Linked DNA regions of Mus musculus: region 1 is linked to region 2. The links are chromatin contacts, called in public HiChIP or PLAC-seq maps. All regions are on one chromosome and are shown on one strand. Each heading gives the region's core, a stretch centred on a gene start, on an enhancer-like site or on the middle of the called end of the contact. The rest is flanking DNA. Distances are from core to core; before and after follow the strand shown. Region 1 overlaps Bcar3 (breast cancer anti-estrogen resistance 3). Region 2 overlaps Gm46822 (a long non-coding RNA gene).

What was found. HiChIP or PLAC-seq counts read pairs in DNA pulled down with a chosen protein or histone mark.
Region 1: a contact with region 2 is called in a FOXA1 HiChIP or PLAC-seq map of pancreatic cancer cells. The contact joins two enhancer-like sites. A contact is called at or near these places in 2 of 39 promoter capture datasets (the C10 cell line and liver), 2 of 484 Hi-C or Micro-C datasets (olfactory sensory neurons and pancreatic cancer cells) and 2 of 115 datasets of contacts at active chromatin or transcription factors (extraembryonic endoderm stem cells and pancreatic cancer cells).

What each region holds. Positions count from the first base shown.
Region 1 is chr3:122,457,058-122,460,944 of GRCm38.p6, reverse strand. All of the region lies in intron 3 of Bcar3 (breast cancer anti-estrogen resistance 3), which reads right to left. Among named protein-coding and RNA genes, the nearest start is that of Gm34349, 21 kb to the left of the region's middle. Within about 2 kb of position 1,999, at least 43 of the 459 cell types and tissues checked have an H3K27ac peak or open chromatin away from gene starts, as enhancers often do. A contact at or near this core is called in extraembryonic endoderm stem cells and pancreatic cancer cells, where this site is marked.
Region 2 is chr3:122,204,597-122,208,774 of GRCm38.p6, reverse strand. The region is part of intron 5 of Gm46822 (a long non-coding RNA gene); the gene reads left to right. Among named protein-coding and RNA genes, the nearest start is that of Gm40137, 4.8 kb to the left of the region's middle. Within about 2 kb of position 2,219, at least 44 of the 459 cell types and tissues checked have an H3K27ac peak or open chromatin away from gene starts, as enhancers often do. A contact at or near this core is called in extraembryonic endoderm stem cells and pancreatic cancer cells, where this site is marked.

The DNA of each region.
Region 1 (3,887 bases), core at 750-3,249, 250 kb before region 2:
GACACTTGCCTCTTCATTGCTAACTTGGAAATGCAGGCAGCCCACACTTTCTGCTGCACCAAGCTTTCTAATTTACCTTCCTTAAAAAGTAATCTTTTAAGGGGTGGAAAGGTTGCTAAGAGCCAGAGGACCAGGGAGTCTGCTGTGAGATCCTCTCTCTTAGAAATGACAGGAATACTCATCCAAGATAATTCCACAATGTAGCTGCCTATACAAGACCCGAGCAATGGTGATGTCAACAGGCACAGTGCTGAGGAAGGGGGATAGCTCAGGAGACCCATGTCTACCATGTCTAGACAGAGAACTAACTACAGGCATCGATTGACGACTAACGGGGGGGGGGGGGGGGGGGATTAGCCTCCCAGGGAATGAGCACCCTAATTGGCTAGCTAATACACTGTGGTCGGCCCTAAAACCATATACACACAAACCATGCTGAACAAACCCAGCAGGCTATACTTATATATTTATGCATATGTGTATGTGTGTCTTTCGATAAAACTCAAAAGGAGGCCATCAGTTTGAGAGGGATTTGGGGCAGGGATGGGAGGGGTTGGGAAGAGGAGAAGAAAGGAAGCAATGTAATTATATACTATTTAAAATTTTAATCACAAAAGGAAGTTACACTAAAAAGAAAGAGGGGGCAGAGAGAGAGAGAAAGAAAGGGGGAAGGAAGGAAGGAAGGAAGGAAGGAGAGGAGAGGAGAGGAGAGGAGAGGAGAGGAGAGGAGAGGAGAGGAGAGGAGAGGAGAGGAGAGGAGAGGAGAGGAGAGGAGAGGAGAGGAGGGAGAGAGAGTAATATAAGCCTATGGAATTTAGTGCAAGAAGATGGGCTGACTATTGAAGCACACAAGAGTAGGTGTAAAATTAAGTTTATAAAGGGGTTACAAAAATGACCCAGGACTGAGATGGCTCAGCAGCAAAGGTGATTGCTGCCAACCCTGACAGCCTGAGTTTTAATCCCCAGGACCCATGAAACGTGGAAGGTGAGGACTGACTTCTGCAAGATATCCTGATTTCCACGCACACACAAAAATAAATAAATAGAATATAGATCATCTAGGAACAGCAGGAATATTTTTTATAAGTGCAACATAGTGGATCATAAAGTAAATAGACAGTGTGACTCTCCAGTCTTCGGAAGGGACCGAAGTGGTAGCTGATCATTGTCCATTACACCCTTGGTCCTGGTATCTGAGATACAACTTGGAATGCTTCCCGCCATCCAAACAATATGGCAATTTTATAATCAAGAGGGTGAGCATAAGCGGTAGAAGTGACACACACCTATAATATGGGCTCTCAGAAGGCTGAGGCAAAAGGATTACAAATGTCCAGCTTGCCAGCCTGGGCTACATAATGACTTTGTGGCTAGCCTTGGTGACATAATCTTTCTCAAACAACAACAAACCAAGGAGACAACATAAGAATTCCTACCACTTCCTAAAAAAGATGTCTTTCTCTCCAGTCTCTCATAGACGCAGAGGTCCCTAAAATGTTAAAATTAGAACAACAAAACCTTTCCCAGCATTCTCATTTATGGGGAAGAAGGACTCCATAGAGAAAGTTTAAGTTCAGGGTTACATTATTAATTAAAACCCGAGTGTGGACCAAACCCCCTCTGTGGGGGAGACCGACGTTACATATCACCCAGTTCCCGTTGGAAGGACATCACACTCAACTATTACTAACAGCTTTAGCATCACTAGCAAACTTGATCAAACATTCTAAGCAATCATTTGACATGTCAAAAGACCGGACACAGAGTGACTATGTCTTGACAGGGCTATGTATATGACAAGACCAGGCAGGAAATAGGTGGGCACGAAACTCTACAGCCAAGCCCAGGGCTACTTACTACCTCTCAGAGCTATTTACTTCTTTTTTTTTTTTTTTTTTTTTTTTTTTTAAAGGTTGGTTTTTATCTAGCATCAGGTATGCCAGATACGGAGAGGAAAATTCCAGAGCTGTTCAGCCCTCACCGAGTCAGCGACCACACGGTAGGCAGCAGGAAAGGTGGGGCCCGCTAAGATGTGTACATTCCGATCTCAGTGAGGTGTAGTGAGACGCAGTTATATTTGACTACAGAAAAGGCTCTGTGATTATATAAGACAGCTATGGGTCCAACTGTCAAGATGACAGCCTTCTGAGCTATTACAGGAGGGGAAAATGTGAGGGGGAATATTCATGAAGCAAGAAGAGTAGAAAAGAGAGAAAAAAACCCCAACACTCTCCAAGGGCAGAGGAAACACAAAATCGGTGAGGAAGGAGCCGCCACCTCTGCCCCCAGGGGTAGGAGGATACTTCAGATCATCCATATATTTTCCTGACCCATCCACACATCAAATGCAGCCTCTAGGTTATAGGTGGGAGGCCCAGCTGCAACCCCACCAACCACCCAGAGGCTTCTCAGCCAGGTGGATTTCCTTCCATTTCATATGCAAAGAGCTTAGACACCCCAAGGCATCTGTGATCCTGTCCCCTTTTAATGTGCCACAGATACAAACCCTCAGGTGAGAGCAGGACACAGAACTGGGCAGAGCAGAAGTTTAGCTCCTCTCTCCCTTTAGCCCTGTCTGTCTTGACACTGCAGACCAGCCACCAGCTATGGGGTCAGACTCAGGCTGGGGAGGCAGAGGGCAGCTTCAGAGGGAAGGGAGAGGGAAGACAGGGAGATGCTCTGCCTTGCCACAAGGTGGATGCTTCTGTTCAGATGAGGCTTGGCCACTGAGAAGATCGCTTCCATTCTAGAGTAATATTAAGCCCCTCAACAAGAACTCTGGCCTCCTTGCCTCTTGCTCTCTAGGCCAGTGGGGGACCTATCAGAAGGGCCCTTCAAGGCACAATATGCTTAATGTAGAATTTCTTTTTTCTAGATGCCCCAAAGACACTGAATGCTCCCAGAGATTGTAGAGAGGGAGCAGCTCAAAGCTGGAGCCAGACCACGCCTCCCTTTGTCTATGCTTCTCTCTCCTCTGCCTCCACCTCTCTTCAGCCACTATCCAATCACAGGGGCAGTTCCCTGAGTCAGGTCTTTCTGACACTGTTGGCTTGGCTCTGAGGGACAGTCCTATCAGAGAGGTGCTGTGATGGGCAGAGCTGACTCAGGAAGATTGACAGGTGGCATCTTTGGGACCTTGTGCTCAGAGACACCTCCCTCAATGTTCTGTTGGAGCTTTCTGAGCCATTGAGACCATGACATATTCCATACTGGCTCAACCTTCTTCCTAGCCGTTTCTTTAGACCAAGGGCAAAGTAAGAAAATGATAAAAGCTGAGCACTGGAGAGATGCTCGGTGGTTAAGAGCACTTGTTGCTCTTCCAGAGGACCGGGTGTGGATCAATACATCTGTACCTACAGCTCCAGGAGATCTGATGCTCTCTTCTGGTCTCTTCAGGGGACACACACACACACACACTCACACACACACACTCACATACACACTCACACACACACACACACACACACACACACACACACGGCAGGGACAAAAAAGAAAAGAAAAACAAAGCTTTGCTCATCAATCAAGGATGCAGTCACAGTTTAAAGCTCGACAGGATTCAGATCAGGGAAGGGAGAAAGCTCACCATACATTCCTGAACACCAGACCTCCCTCCCCCTAAACAAAACAAAATTCTATTGGGAAAAAGACTCTTCAAGACTCCAAAGGGCAGTTCCATCCATCTTGCCAGGAGAAGGCAGGGGAAGCAAGGATAAACAGAAGATGCTGAAATCCACTATACAGCCTCTTAAGCTAAATAGCTCAATGCACAGTGTTTGGCATTCGTGAACGAGTCGCAATAACTCAAGATAATAAAATAGTCCTTCCCTTATCCTCAGGGATATATTCCAAGACGCTCAGTGGATGACTGAAATCATAGATAATAA
Region 2 (4,178 bases), core at 970-3,469:
CATCTGCATTACACTCATGCACTTCTCCCAACAGAGGCTGGGCCACTTCTAGGTTTTCATCACTTCGAGAAAGGTACTGCTGCCACCTCTAGACTAAGCTACAGAACGGTATTCCCAGGGCCTTATATCTAACAAGCTGGGACTGTGAACCAGGTAATGTCTCCAGAGTCTGTCGTGTCAAACCAGATGCCTTTCCACGGCAAAGAGCTTTCACAGACCTTACCATCCCAGTGGGGAGATTTGCTTGGCACTTAGCAAGCCTGAATGCATATTCCCTGGGAGAGTGAATGGAGCGCTGGCCACCCCAGGAGAATATGGGCCTGACACAGAGACAGGATATGAAATTGGGCAGAGATTTTAGAAGGACAGTTTCTGAGCTGCTGACCTGGGAGGAACCGAGAGTCCTGCTGTCTGGAGGGCTGATTGTGTGGGCTTTATGTTCAACCACAAGGCTCTAGCTTCCCGGTTGGAATGCTTGGTTGTAACTGAAACACTTGGGATTTGCTTTTTTGAATCTTGAATAAGTCACTCCAAACACTGTACTTTTAAGAGAAAATATATTTGCTTTGTAAAAGAAGTTTATTAAAAAAAAATCTCTGCAAGAGTGACAAAATAAAATTTGTAGCATGATCTAACCATTCAAAACACAAGGAAAGATCAGCTTCTCTTTTGAAAGGATTTTGAGTCTAAAGAGCTTTTATAGCATAAGGATCATGAATTGGCCCAGTTCTCCATGCCCCAGATATCAGAAAACATGTCTACAAGGGCTGGCCAAGAAGAACTGCAGGGGTGGGGGGGCACCTGCTGCCTCTGCTGCCCTCTCCGAGTGCCAGGGCCTGGCTGTAGGTCACGGCACATTTGTAGGCGCTCCGATAGATGTCAACACACAGACTAGATGCCTCGCAGCTTCCATAGGGTCCTGCCTTCTCCCCTTCCCATGGCCCCTTTCCATCCTTCTCCTTGACTTATTGAACTTCACAAAATAACCCCGCCACTCACTGATCTCTCTGTGGGAAAATGCCTTTGTGATCTGTGCAAACTCAGTCTCTGGCATTAGGCCATGGGACTTGGGACCTCTGCTTCTGCCAATTTGCTTTTACTTGTTTATTTTATTTTATTTTATTTTATTTTATTTTATTTTATTTTATTTGTTGTTTGTTTTGGGGAGTTTGGTTTTTTGTTTTTTGTTTTTTGTTTTTTTGGTTGTTTTTTGGGAGTGTTTGTTTTGTTTTGTTTTGTTTTTGTTTGTCTGTTTGGTTGGTTTGGTTTTAGAGACATGATTTTTCTATATGGCCCTGGTTGTCATGGAACTCACTCTTTAGACTACAATGGCCTCAAACTCAGAAATCCGCCTGCCTCTGCCTCCTGAGTGCTGGGATTATAGGCGTGTGCCATCACGCCCAGCTTCAATTTATTTTTATTACCTAATGTTTCTGAGCTATAAGTTTCCCATATGTCACAGACATATGCCACAAATAGCGATTTTACGGTGTGGGGTAACAGAAGAAATGTATGTGGGGCTGGAGAGATGGCTCAGCAGTTAAGAGCACTGGCTGCGTGCTCTTCCAGAGGTCCTGAGTTCAATTCCCAGTAACCACATGGTGGCTCACAACCATCTGTAATGATATCTGATGCCCTCTTCTGGTGTGTCTGAAGACAGCTACAGTGTACTCATATACATTAAATAAATACATCTTTAAAAAAAAAAAAAAGAAATGTATGGCAGTGGGCATGGGGTAGACACAGTGGCAGACACACCCAGACCCTCCTGGGCCAGTCCATATGTCAGGGCTCCAGGAGCCTACCTATGCCTCTGAGTCTCTGTGCTATTCCCATGGTGACCCTGGATGGAGCTGAGAGTGGCCTTGCTATGCACTCTGTAGAGCAGACACAGTTACAATGATGTTGGACAGAGACTGGAGTTACTAATCTAGTCTTTGTGTCTGCTGGCGATAAGGAAGATTCTTTGTGGGCTATGGAATAGAATGTGCCAGAGCAGCATAATCACTGGCTTATTTATTAACCAAGCCAGGGAAACTTTATCCGAGGACCCTAACTTAACATTTGGGTCGTTAATCTTCACTTACCCAGACACCAGCTCCATCTAGAAACTTTAGGTTTTTCTAAACACAAAAAACTGAAGCCAATCCAAACAGAACAACAAAGTTCATTGGCCCCAGTGCTGGCCTGGACAACTGAGGACCTGCCTTTCATTCCAGATGCCACCCTTTGTCACATGCCTGGACGCTGCTCCCAGCCTCCTGATATTCCTGCCCTCAGCCCTAGGCTACAGGGATTTTTTTTTTAAATGAGATTAAAGTGTAACTATTGCAACCGGCTATGAGTAAGCAACAGCTTGCCAAGGCAGAGAGCTCCTGCCAACTCACCCCAGGGCCTGGGATGAGCTTTGCCGGATCGATAAGCTGGTGCATTCAGCTGGAAGGAGACCATAAGGTTGTCCGTGGGGGAAGTTGAGCTTTGTGCTGCCTGTGTGATCAGGGGATTGGGGCCGTCTTTGAAGAGGGTTCTGTGTTACCTTTTTTACCATTGAGTTCTTCATTGTCTAGTCAAAGGCAGCGAGAACTCTGAGGTGGTGGGTAAAGAGTGCCATGAAAAGACCCGAATCCTGTCTGTGTGACCAGGATCTGGTCTTCCTACAAACTGGTGAGGAAGGTACGTGAGGGAATTCTTTTGAAAGTAGATGCTCGTATTCTCAGGCAAGAACCTCAAGATACTGGGGTGGGGAGCAGTATGCATTCAAGAAGAAAATGAGTGGCAGAGGTAATAGAAGCAGACAGGAGATGCCGACACATGCCCTCTTCATGCTTCGCTGAGAGACGTTGGAGCTAATAAACATGCTTGCTTTCACAGGGACTCGGGCTCTAGGCTACTGACATATCCCAGTACCATGGGGCTGGGAATTAGAAGACAATGGCCCAAGTAAGGCCCAAACTTTGGCCAATGGATTCATGGTTCCTTCATGTCAGAAGAAAGTGGTTCCTACCCAGTTTAGAATTGCTTGGTTATAAAAAGTGGGGACTTTTGTGAACTTTTGCCCTGTAATGCAGGATATTTACATATATGTTTGTATGTATGTATGTATGTATGTATGTATGTATATGTATCTATATATACATACATATACATATATATATACACACATACACACACACACACACAATTTGTATACACAGTGTCTATGAAGGCATGAAAAGGACATTGGGTCTCCAGGAACTGGAGTTGCAAGCAGTGTGAGCTGCCTATTATGGGTGCTGGGAACCAAAGTCCTTAGGAGAGCAACAAACGCTCCTAACCGTGGAACCATCCTTCCAGATTCATCCACTTGCTTTCTAAACACTTGAAAAAATTCCTTTTTATACTTATGCTCAGAAGGAATTGTTGGGGTTTGTCTTGTGTGTTGTGTATTCGGAAGCTGAGTTTTGTGCCCCTCTCCAAATTGCAATCTGATCTTGGAGCACTGTATCACCTACGTACTGTGATGCTCCCCAGTAATCCCGATTGGTCAGTAAATGGCTGGGGCTTGTGACTGGGCGGAAAGGAAAGGAAAGAGAAACTTACAATCAAGAGCGAGGTCTTGAGAGAGGTCACCCAGGAGGAGAGAGAAGATGGATAGAGGAGGATGGACCAGGATAGAGGAGCATGTGGCCAGGAGAAATTCTGCCTGTGGTCACACACTGTGTCGAGCTAGCCCCATAAGACTCAAACAGCAATAACATGAGTGTAGCTTTAGGTTTTTCAGATCCTACTTGTAATGATGGATCTTAGATGCTTTAACTTCTTTTCTAGCCCAACACCCACCAGAGGTAGTAGAAAATAAAGGATTATGGGGGAAGTGGACCTGTTTAGAAATTGTTCTTTGGAGCAAACCCCTTCTGTGTTGTCAGGAAATCAGCAGTTCAGTTCACAGGAGTCAGCAGTGGCAGCTCGATCCACTTGAAAATATGTCAGGAATATATGAATAGTCTGATTCTGTAGTGTCGGGGTAGCCCACAGCACTCAGCAGTGGTGGCACAACCTAGCAAAACCAGCCAGGCCTCAGCGGAATTGGCAGGATTCAGCAGGAGGAACTAGGACCACCAGGGACACCAGGGAGAGGTCTTTGCTGTGCCTGTCTCAACAAAGCAGAGACCTGCAAATGTGAGAGACCAAGACTCGCT